Linked DNA regions of Mus musculus: regions 1 and 3 are each linked to region 2. Evidence: chromatin contacts called from public promoter capture Hi-C and targeted proximity ligation data. All regions are on one chromosome and are shown on one strand. The core of a region is the stretch at or near the end of the contact, and the rest is flanking DNA. Distances in the headings are between cores, read along the strand shown. Region 1 holds the start of A330040F15Rik (RIKEN cDNA A330040F15 gene). Region 2 holds the start of AW112010 (expressed sequence AW112010). Region 3 holds the start of Mpeg1 (macrophage expressed gene 1).

What was found. Promoter capture Hi-C pulls out the DNA fragments that hold promoters and counts their contacts.
Region 1: a contact with region 2 is called in a promoter capture Hi-C map of liver. A contact is called at or near these places in 2 of 39 promoter capture datasets (both in liver).
Region 3: a targeted proximity ligation map of bone marrow-derived dendritic cells shows a contact between it and region 2, with 4 times the contacts expected there. A contact is called at or near these places in 1 of 39 promoter capture datasets (liver) and 2 of 130 datasets of targeted methods (bone marrow-derived dendritic cells and pancreatic cancer cells).

Annotation. Positions count from the first base shown.
Region 1 is chr19:12,595,143-12,597,842 of GRCm38.p6, forward strand. A330040F15Rik (RIKEN cDNA A330040F15 gene) reads right to left here and starts at 1,424. Exons shown (of 2, transcript NR_015503.1): 1 at 796-1,424.
Region 2 is chr19:11,049,275-11,051,974 of GRCm38.p6, forward strand. It overlaps AW112010 (expressed sequence AW112010), which reads right to left and starts at 1,292. Exons shown (of 3, transcript NR_102366.1): 1 at 1,114-1,292.
Region 3 is chr19:12,459,473-12,462,172 of GRCm38.p6, forward strand. It overlaps Mpeg1 (macrophage expressed gene 1), which reads left to right and starts at 1,298. Exons shown (of 2, transcript NM_001374668.1): 1 at 1,298-1,389; 2 at 1,679-2,700. The coding sequence starts at 1,729.

The DNA of each region.
Region 1 (2,700 bases), core at 174-2,673, 1.5 Mb after region 2:
GAGACTCATACTTACTTGTTCAAAGTGTTGAGAATAATACAGAGTTCTCAGCCCTAAATGGGACGTCTGTATTAACCCCTTATCAAGTTCTGGACAGTAACCAAGAGCCGTGGAATAGCCTGTAATGCTTTGAGGGGTTGTGTGGGGCAGCTTTAAAAGGTAACCCACACCTGGCCCCACACCTGGCACTAGGCTTTTTATTTGATAGTCATTAGTGTCTGGGGGTAGTTCTAATTAAACCCATTTTATGTATGTACATATACAACATCCAATGGGTACAGAGTATAAGAGTCTATTTCTTTGTTTCATATTGACTTTCAAAAGGCAGTACAATATTTCAGCCTGCTCTGATTTCTACATAGACAGCATAAAGTTTATACCATAAACGCATGCATCCCTTGGCACTGACTTTCAGTGGTCACAACTGTGACGTTTGACCAGCAGAGAGCATGAAAGCTCTAAGATGCTGGTGCAAACTGACAGAGGGCGTGGCTTCTGCATATCTGACACACCTCCAGGATTCAGGCCTGGATGAGGTAATAGCAGGCCAGAAGAAGAAGGCGTGGGGCTGAGCGTGCGTGTGTTCGTCAGTGTGTGTATGTCAGTGCGAGCAAAAGCCCTGGTGAGACTCAAGTGTAGGAGCTCTGGCCGCGGATACAGCCAGCGCTGAGCTGAAAACAGACAGGAAGTTAGTGGCTGCAAACCTCAGTCCCCGCGTTGGCCCCTGGGACCGGGATGGCAAGCGAGCTTTTGGACACCCGGGGACCCGGGAAGTATCCGCGGGCGTGAGCTCACCTTGGCGTTCTTCCGGGGAGGGGAGACACCTGGAAGCCTCTGAGCGGAGCCCCAGGGAGGGAGCTGTGCCACCGCCGTTGCCTGGCTCCCAGCGGAGAGAGGACGGAGGGCGTGACCATGCAACTCCAGCGAGGCTCAACTGGTGCGAGGCGGGTGCTGCGTCGCGCTTGGGCCGTGCGCCCTGGGTGGCTTTGCAAGGCGGGCGGCGAATGTGCAGGGTCAGGTTTTTTGCATGAAGCCGCTGGACCCCTCGGAGCAGCGGCAGCGACAGGGGCGGTGGAGCACAGTTGGAGGCGGGCAGCTACGGGTCCGCGTCCCGGTGCCTAAGCGACTGCAGACTCCCCCATGAACCACAGCTGAGGCTTCCCGGGAGGCGGTGGCGCCCGAGGCCGGGTGTGCAAGGACGGGGAAGGGAGCATCTCAGGGCACTTCATGCTCCAGACCTCAGCCTTGGACCCTAGTGGTGTAGGAATGGCTGACCGATCATGGCGGCTGGTGTCCCTACAGCCCTGCTGTGAAACACCACTTCAAGGCGGTGCTGCGCTGGTCCACGCGCGGGGCCAGCGTGGTGTTGGGCTAGGTGGAGAGACAGATTGCCCCCTACATCATCGACCTGCAGTCCATGAACCAGTTCCGCCAAGACACGGGTGAGCCATCCAAATCCCTGGTCTGTCCACTGACTCACCCAGTGACTAGCTTTGCTTACTGATGTCCTCACGTGATAGGTGTTGAGGGCAGGTGTTTCCCTTCCTTAGATCCTCACAGGATTCCAAGACCACCTTCAAGTATTTGTCCTGGCAAGTAGTTTAAATTGTCTTGATTATACAAACCCAGCTTCGGCCTAGCTGCAGGAGACCCCTTTATGCCCCCATCGCCACCCCCAGCCCCTACTGGCCCTTAGTGCAGGAATTCTAGGACTTTGCAGTTCCCAAGGAATGCGGGGTCTTCAGCAAGATACTGCTGGAGCCCTTTTACTGCTCACACCTCAGCTGACTTTGCTTTGCCTCAAGCACCTTTGGGGCTGCCGTACACCTCCCCCTCCCTTCAACCTGGCTGAATCTGGCCCTCTTCTATGGACCCCCCCTTCCCACTGACAACTCCTGGATGTAAGATTTGGGAAGCCGTAGGGTTCCTCAGTGTCTAGTTACAGTCTAGTGTGTGAAAAGTGCTGGAAAATTACTGGGAAGAGAGATTGGAGCCAGGGATTCCAGAGCTGGAGCATCTGGATGTGGTGGAGAGAAGAACCGGAGGACTGGGCTCCGGAATGCCTGGCAGAGAGGCTCCTCCCTTTGTCCACAGAGGACAGGACAGAGTGAACATTCTGCAACATTCTCCAACAGCCTGCAGAGTGGAGAATGTCTTTGCCAGCTATGCCTCAGACAGGGGCTGGGCGTCTAGAATATATAAAGAACTGCAGTAATTAAACTTCAAAATAGCTAGTCAATAAATCAGCCAATGAATGGAAGATACCGTTCGCAAAAGTAGGACCACATATGGACACCAGAGATTAAAAAGGCGTTCAGCATTCTTAGTTACCAGCTGAGTGAAAATTGAAGCTACGTTTTGGATTCCATCTTCCCCTAGTGACAATTACTAAGATAAAGAAAAGAGACAGCAGTGCTGTTGAGGTAATGTAACCTAGTACAGCCATTATATAAATTAGTATACATTTCTAAAAATTAAAAAAACAGAACTTCCCTATGATCCAGATATACTTCTGAGTGTGTGAGTGTGTGTATGTGTGTGTGTGTGAGTGTGTGTGTGTGTGTGTGTGTGTATTCTACCACAGAGATACCTGCACATCCACATTTATTGGTTTTCTATTCAAAATAGCAAAGAAATGGAACCAGCCCAAATGGAGCCAACAGATGAATGGATAAGGAAAACGTGGCACATATATAAATG
Region 2 (2,700 bases), core at 42-2,541:
AGTGGGTGGGTAGGGGAGTGTGGGGGGGAGGGTATGGGGGACTTTTGGAATAGCATTGGAAGTGTAAATGAAGAAAATACCTAATTAAAATAAAATAAAAATTAAAAAAAAAAAAAAGAAATTCTTCGCTTTGCATACCTCTGGCTCTTTATTTAAACTCCATGTTAGAAACTGAGTGATAAGCCCAGGTGGGGCCAAGTCACTGGACCCCTTTGCTCTGCTTCTCAATGAAGTCACAATGAATTCATTTTTTTCTACCTTCCACTCTTATTTGTTTAGTTGGCCCATTAAGGACTGGGTAGATGAATCTGGATTGCTTGAGCCTGGACTCTGACCCTGACAATTCTAGGTGCAGTCTGGAGCAAAACAGAGAGGCTCCTCTGGGTAAGAGTAGGATGTGAGGTCATGGACAAGAACAGTCAGAAAAGTGAGATGGTTAAAGGCTAGAGGGGGAAGGCAAAGCTAACATGGAGAGAGCAGGGCCTGTATCAAATGTTTTTTTCTAGGGCAGAGGAAGATTCTAACTACATACAGGGTGCCTCATCTTCAGAAGAGGGTACAGACTCCTGCCATTGTTCTGAGCTTTTAGAGAAAGCTAGATCATTAAAAAGTCTGCTGGGCTGGAACAGAGCTATTTTAAAAGGGGAAGGAATTAAGGCCTCTGCACGTTGAGAAAAAGTCAGTGAAGTGATCCACAACTGAGGAGAAAATCAGAAAGAACTTACACAGGAGGACCCAGGAGAAACTTACGCTTAAGTCCTTTGCTTTGTCCTTTCCAGATATTTCCGTGTGCGTGTGTGTGTGTGTGTGTGTGTGTGTGTGTGTGTGTGTGTATTTCCCGCAGCGCCTGGCTGGCCCTTCATATGCCTACCTAGTGCTGTCTCCTCTCTACATCCCAGGCTTAGAATTGAGTTCTGTGGTGTCAGACAGGAGATACCCACCCCACAAGAACTATATCTTCCTGGAAAAACAGACTTAGAAATAATAACAAACTAAATGCAAGCTTTCAAAGACAGAAGGTGACACTCATTCTCTCCAGTAAGCTGGGATGAGGCCTTCCATGGGCCTTCTTACCCACTATAGATTTCCCCTTACAGATCAAGAGGTACTTACGGGAGACATCTTGCAGCTCAGGTTGTCTGCTAGACTCCTGCTGATCTTCTCTTTGGTTTTTTATATAAAGTTTGAGAATGTCAGTTTCACTTTCCCTTTGAATTGCTTTGGGGCACTATTTGCTAAACAGGAGTGGACTGAAAAACCCCGAGTCTGAGAGAAGTTTACACAATTAGTTGGCCTATCCCACAAACAAACAGGAAGATCTGCAAACACAGCCCAAGAGCCTTTTCCCACTTGGGAAATTCCTTGCTTGGAACACAGTACAGTGTTGCCTGAGACAACTGCTTCATCCTTGGCTATGGAAATAAGCAGACATAATATGATATTTCAATGATTTAAAGCAAATGCTGATTTTTTTTTTTTTTTTTTTTTGGTAAGAGTAACACAAGTACATGGGTCAGTGGATATTCTTCAGGGCTCTCTAGGATGTGGTTTCAGGCAGGACACAGGATTACACTCAAGCGTGTATCTCCTGTGTTTGCATTTTCATCGTGGGTTGTAGGTTAAAGAATTAGCAGATGTGAATACAAGGAGAGTTCACTATTATACTGCCAGAAGCCAGAGGCTAGGAGAAGCCTGGAGGAGACTCTCCTCCCAGTCCTCCTGAAGGATGGAGCCTTGCTGACACCCTGAACTCAGACTTCCTGCCTCCAGAACCAAGGGACAATAGGTTTAATGAGCTCTCCTGTTGGTGCCACCTTGTTATCGTTGCTAAAAAGCCCATAGAGTGTCTGTGAAAGATCTTGTGTAGTGACAGGGAAGCAGTCACTGCTGGCACAGCCAGCTGACTGGTCAGATTGGGAGTAATAGAGGTGACATGGAAATATAAGGAAGAGGAGGCAATCCCCAGCAGAGACAGAAGGCCCCGCTCTCCATAGGGTGTGGTCCTTTGAGTGAGACCCCCCCACCTCATAAATTAAAAGCTTGGTTCCTGGTTGGGAACTGTTTGGGAAGAATTAGGGGGTGTAGCTTTGCTGGAGGAGGTGTGTCCCACTGTGCACATTCTCTCTCTTATTCCCTCTCTCCCTTCCCCCGATCCCCTCTCTTCTTCCTCCGCAGGAAGTACACTCTTAACTACCGCTCCAGTGCCATGCCGGCCTGCTTGATGCCCTGCTTCCCATTATGATGATTGCAGACTGTAACTCTCTGAAACTGTGGGCCTCCAAATTAATTAATTAATAAATAAGTTAATTAATTAAAATCAGTGGCCTTGGTCATATGTCTCTTCAGAGCAATAAAAAACAAAACAAAACACAACAATGAAGATAGGTGGAGGTTATCAAGTTGACTGGCAGGTCAAGAGAGCTGTCACTCAACATTGATCTTGGTCCCTTGCCTCTGAGGAGGAGGAGTGAAGGGCTTTTAGACTGGGTTGTGAGGCTCCAGAATGGAGACCCATTCTCTGTGTCCTAGGGCTCTGAGAGGGTGAGTGTATTCTAACTCAAGGAACTCGGGACATCTTTGCACTTGGAGGAAATCAACTAAAGACTCTGAAAGAGCTTATAAGGATTCCGTTTTTTGATATTTACCACTGAATAAATGAAAGCAGAGATGACTAAGATGTATTTGTTAGTTGTTAGGCTA
Region 3 (2,700 bases), core at 48-2,547, 1.4 Mb after region 2:
AGTCTCAGCTTTTAAACTCTAGGTGCTGTCTCCTGAGGTATAAATACATAACCCTGCTTATATATGAACTAGAGCACCCTCTGCAGTGACTCGGCTGGGTTCTCCAACTTGGTATAGCTTGGACATCGTTCACAAACTCATTCCTCATTGGAGGCTGGTGTGAGTCAGTTTCCCCAAACACCTTGGCATGAATAGAACCATGCTAAGGCTTTTATGGATTTACAGAACACCACTGGAGCCTGGATCATGGCTAGGGAAGCTCAAGTCCTTCAAAAATGCTTTGTTGCTTCCTCAATGACAACCTGAGATAATTTAGTTCGTTAAGATCTTCACAGCCTATACACAGGTGGTAGTCTTCACCCACGGCTGAAACATGTTTCTGCTTTTAAAGTCTTAGCCCTGCATCTTGCTCCTAAAATGATCTGGGGTGCTATGAGGGTGCTGTGTGAAGATTTATTATCTGCTATAGAGTTCCTGGCTGCTGCTAAATGAACCAAGACACTCCAGGTGTTACAACTGTGTAATTCACCTAAGCCTCCCTTAATTCTGATACTTGATCGCTAGCACAGACTACTCCTCTCTGAATCACAAATCTAAAGGAGCTAGTATCACTGCTAGACAAAAAGAAGAGGTGGGTGTTGAGAAAAGAGTGCTCATTATGTTTTCCTGACAATAGAAGAAATGAATTTTAGTACTTTTAACCCATGTAATAAAGAGCATGTTTCCTTTTTTGCTGTCTTTGCTGACAAAAAAGTTTTTGGATGAAAAAGTTAAACGTGTGGTCAGTTGCTGCTTAGTTTAAAAATTGCACACATGGAGACGATCAGACAAATGTGTGGACACAAGCACGGATGCTCCTGGGCCGTTTGTATGCTTTGAGTAAACCAAACTTTGCAAATTTGTAGTGTGGCTTTTGTCTTCTCTTGAATATTTCTCTCTGAACGGAGAAAAACAGAACAGCGTGGAAGCCCTCACCCTCACCCAGGATGCCCAGAACAATTCAGGGTGAGGGTTCCCAGCAAACGGAATGCTTTCCTGAGCAGTTCAGCCCTAGATAAGTCTATCTCCAAAATAGGACTGTTTGAGTTTGTAACAATGAGACCTCACAAAGCATGCATCTGAGGTTATCTATTTATTTATTTATTTATTATTTTACACTTTTGTTCTCAGGGGGCAGGCCCCAACTTCAGTGTACCAATGAGACATCTAAGATTTGTCCTTGACACAGAGTAGCCTGGAGGCGGGGTATGTAAATAAGCACAAGGTTGCTACTAACTCCTGCGTTTCCAGTAAAAAGAAACTAATACTGTGATTTCACAAAAGAAGAGAAAGGCAGGTTTTGAAGTCAAAGAGAGTGAAACAAAAGCCAGACAGAGCCTTCTGACAGAGGTAAGTTGTTGAATCCACACTTTTACTGGGTGCCAAACCCCTGTGTAGAAGAAAGGCAGGGTGAGGGACATAGGGTGTGTGTGGGGGGGGGGGGATTGAAGAGTGTATCTTTGCATATCCAGAGTAGAATAATTTTTACAAGGTACTAATGGTCTCTAATATTCCAACCAGCTTTCACTTCTCTGTTTTGCAATTGGAGCAGCATAAAGAGGAACTGATGGTTTTAGGAGAACTGTAGAATTTTCTGTTTCAACAACCGCTTTCTTTTCCATCCTTCTGTTTGCCCCAGTCTTGTTGGTGAATGCTTAGGGCTGGTATATGGCCAAAACCATCTGCGCCATGAACAGCTTCATGGCCTTGGTCCTCATCTGGATGATAATAGCGTGTGCTGAAGCAGACAAGCCTCTTGGAGAAACGGGTACCACTGGATTTCAAATATGCAAGAATGCCCTGAAACTACCTGTCTTGGAGGTCCTACCAGGAGGAGGCTGGGATAATCTGAGAAATGTAGACATGGGACGGGTGATGGACTTGACATACACCAACTGTAAGACCACAGAAGATGGGCAGTACATCATCCCCGATGAAGTGTATACTATTCCTCAGAAAGAGAGCAACCTGGAGATGAACTCAGAAGTCCTGGAGTCCTGGATGAATTACCAGAGTACCACCTCACTTTCTATCAACACAGAACTCGCCCTTTTCTCCAGAGTCAACGGCAAGTTCTCTACTGAGTTCCAAAGGATGAAGACCCTTCAAGTAAAGGACCAAGCTGTGACTACCAGGGTTCAGGTAAGAAACCGGATCTACACAGTGAAAACCACCCCAACTTCAGAGCTCAGCTTGGGGTTTACGAAGGCACTTATGGACATCTGTGACCAACTAGAGAAAAACCAGACGAAGATGGCCACCTACCTGGCAGAGCTCTTGATCCTCAACTATGGCACACACGTAATCACTAGTGTGGATGCTGGGGCTGCACTGGTTCAGGAGGATCACGTAAGGTCCTCCTTCCTTCTGGACAACCAGAATAGCCAGAACACCGTGACCGCTTCTGCAGGGATTGCCTTCTTAAACATTGTGAACTTCAAAGTTGAAACAGACTACATTTCTCAGACCAGTTTGACGAAGGACTACCTGTCGAACAGGACCAACTCCAGGGTGCAGAGTTTTGGAGGGGTTCCCTTCTATCCAGGCATCACCTTAGAAACCTGGCAGAAGGGCATCACTAACCACCTAGTGGCAATAGACCGTGCTGGCTTGCCTCTGCATTTCTTCATTAAACCTGACAAGCTACCTGGCTTGCCAGGT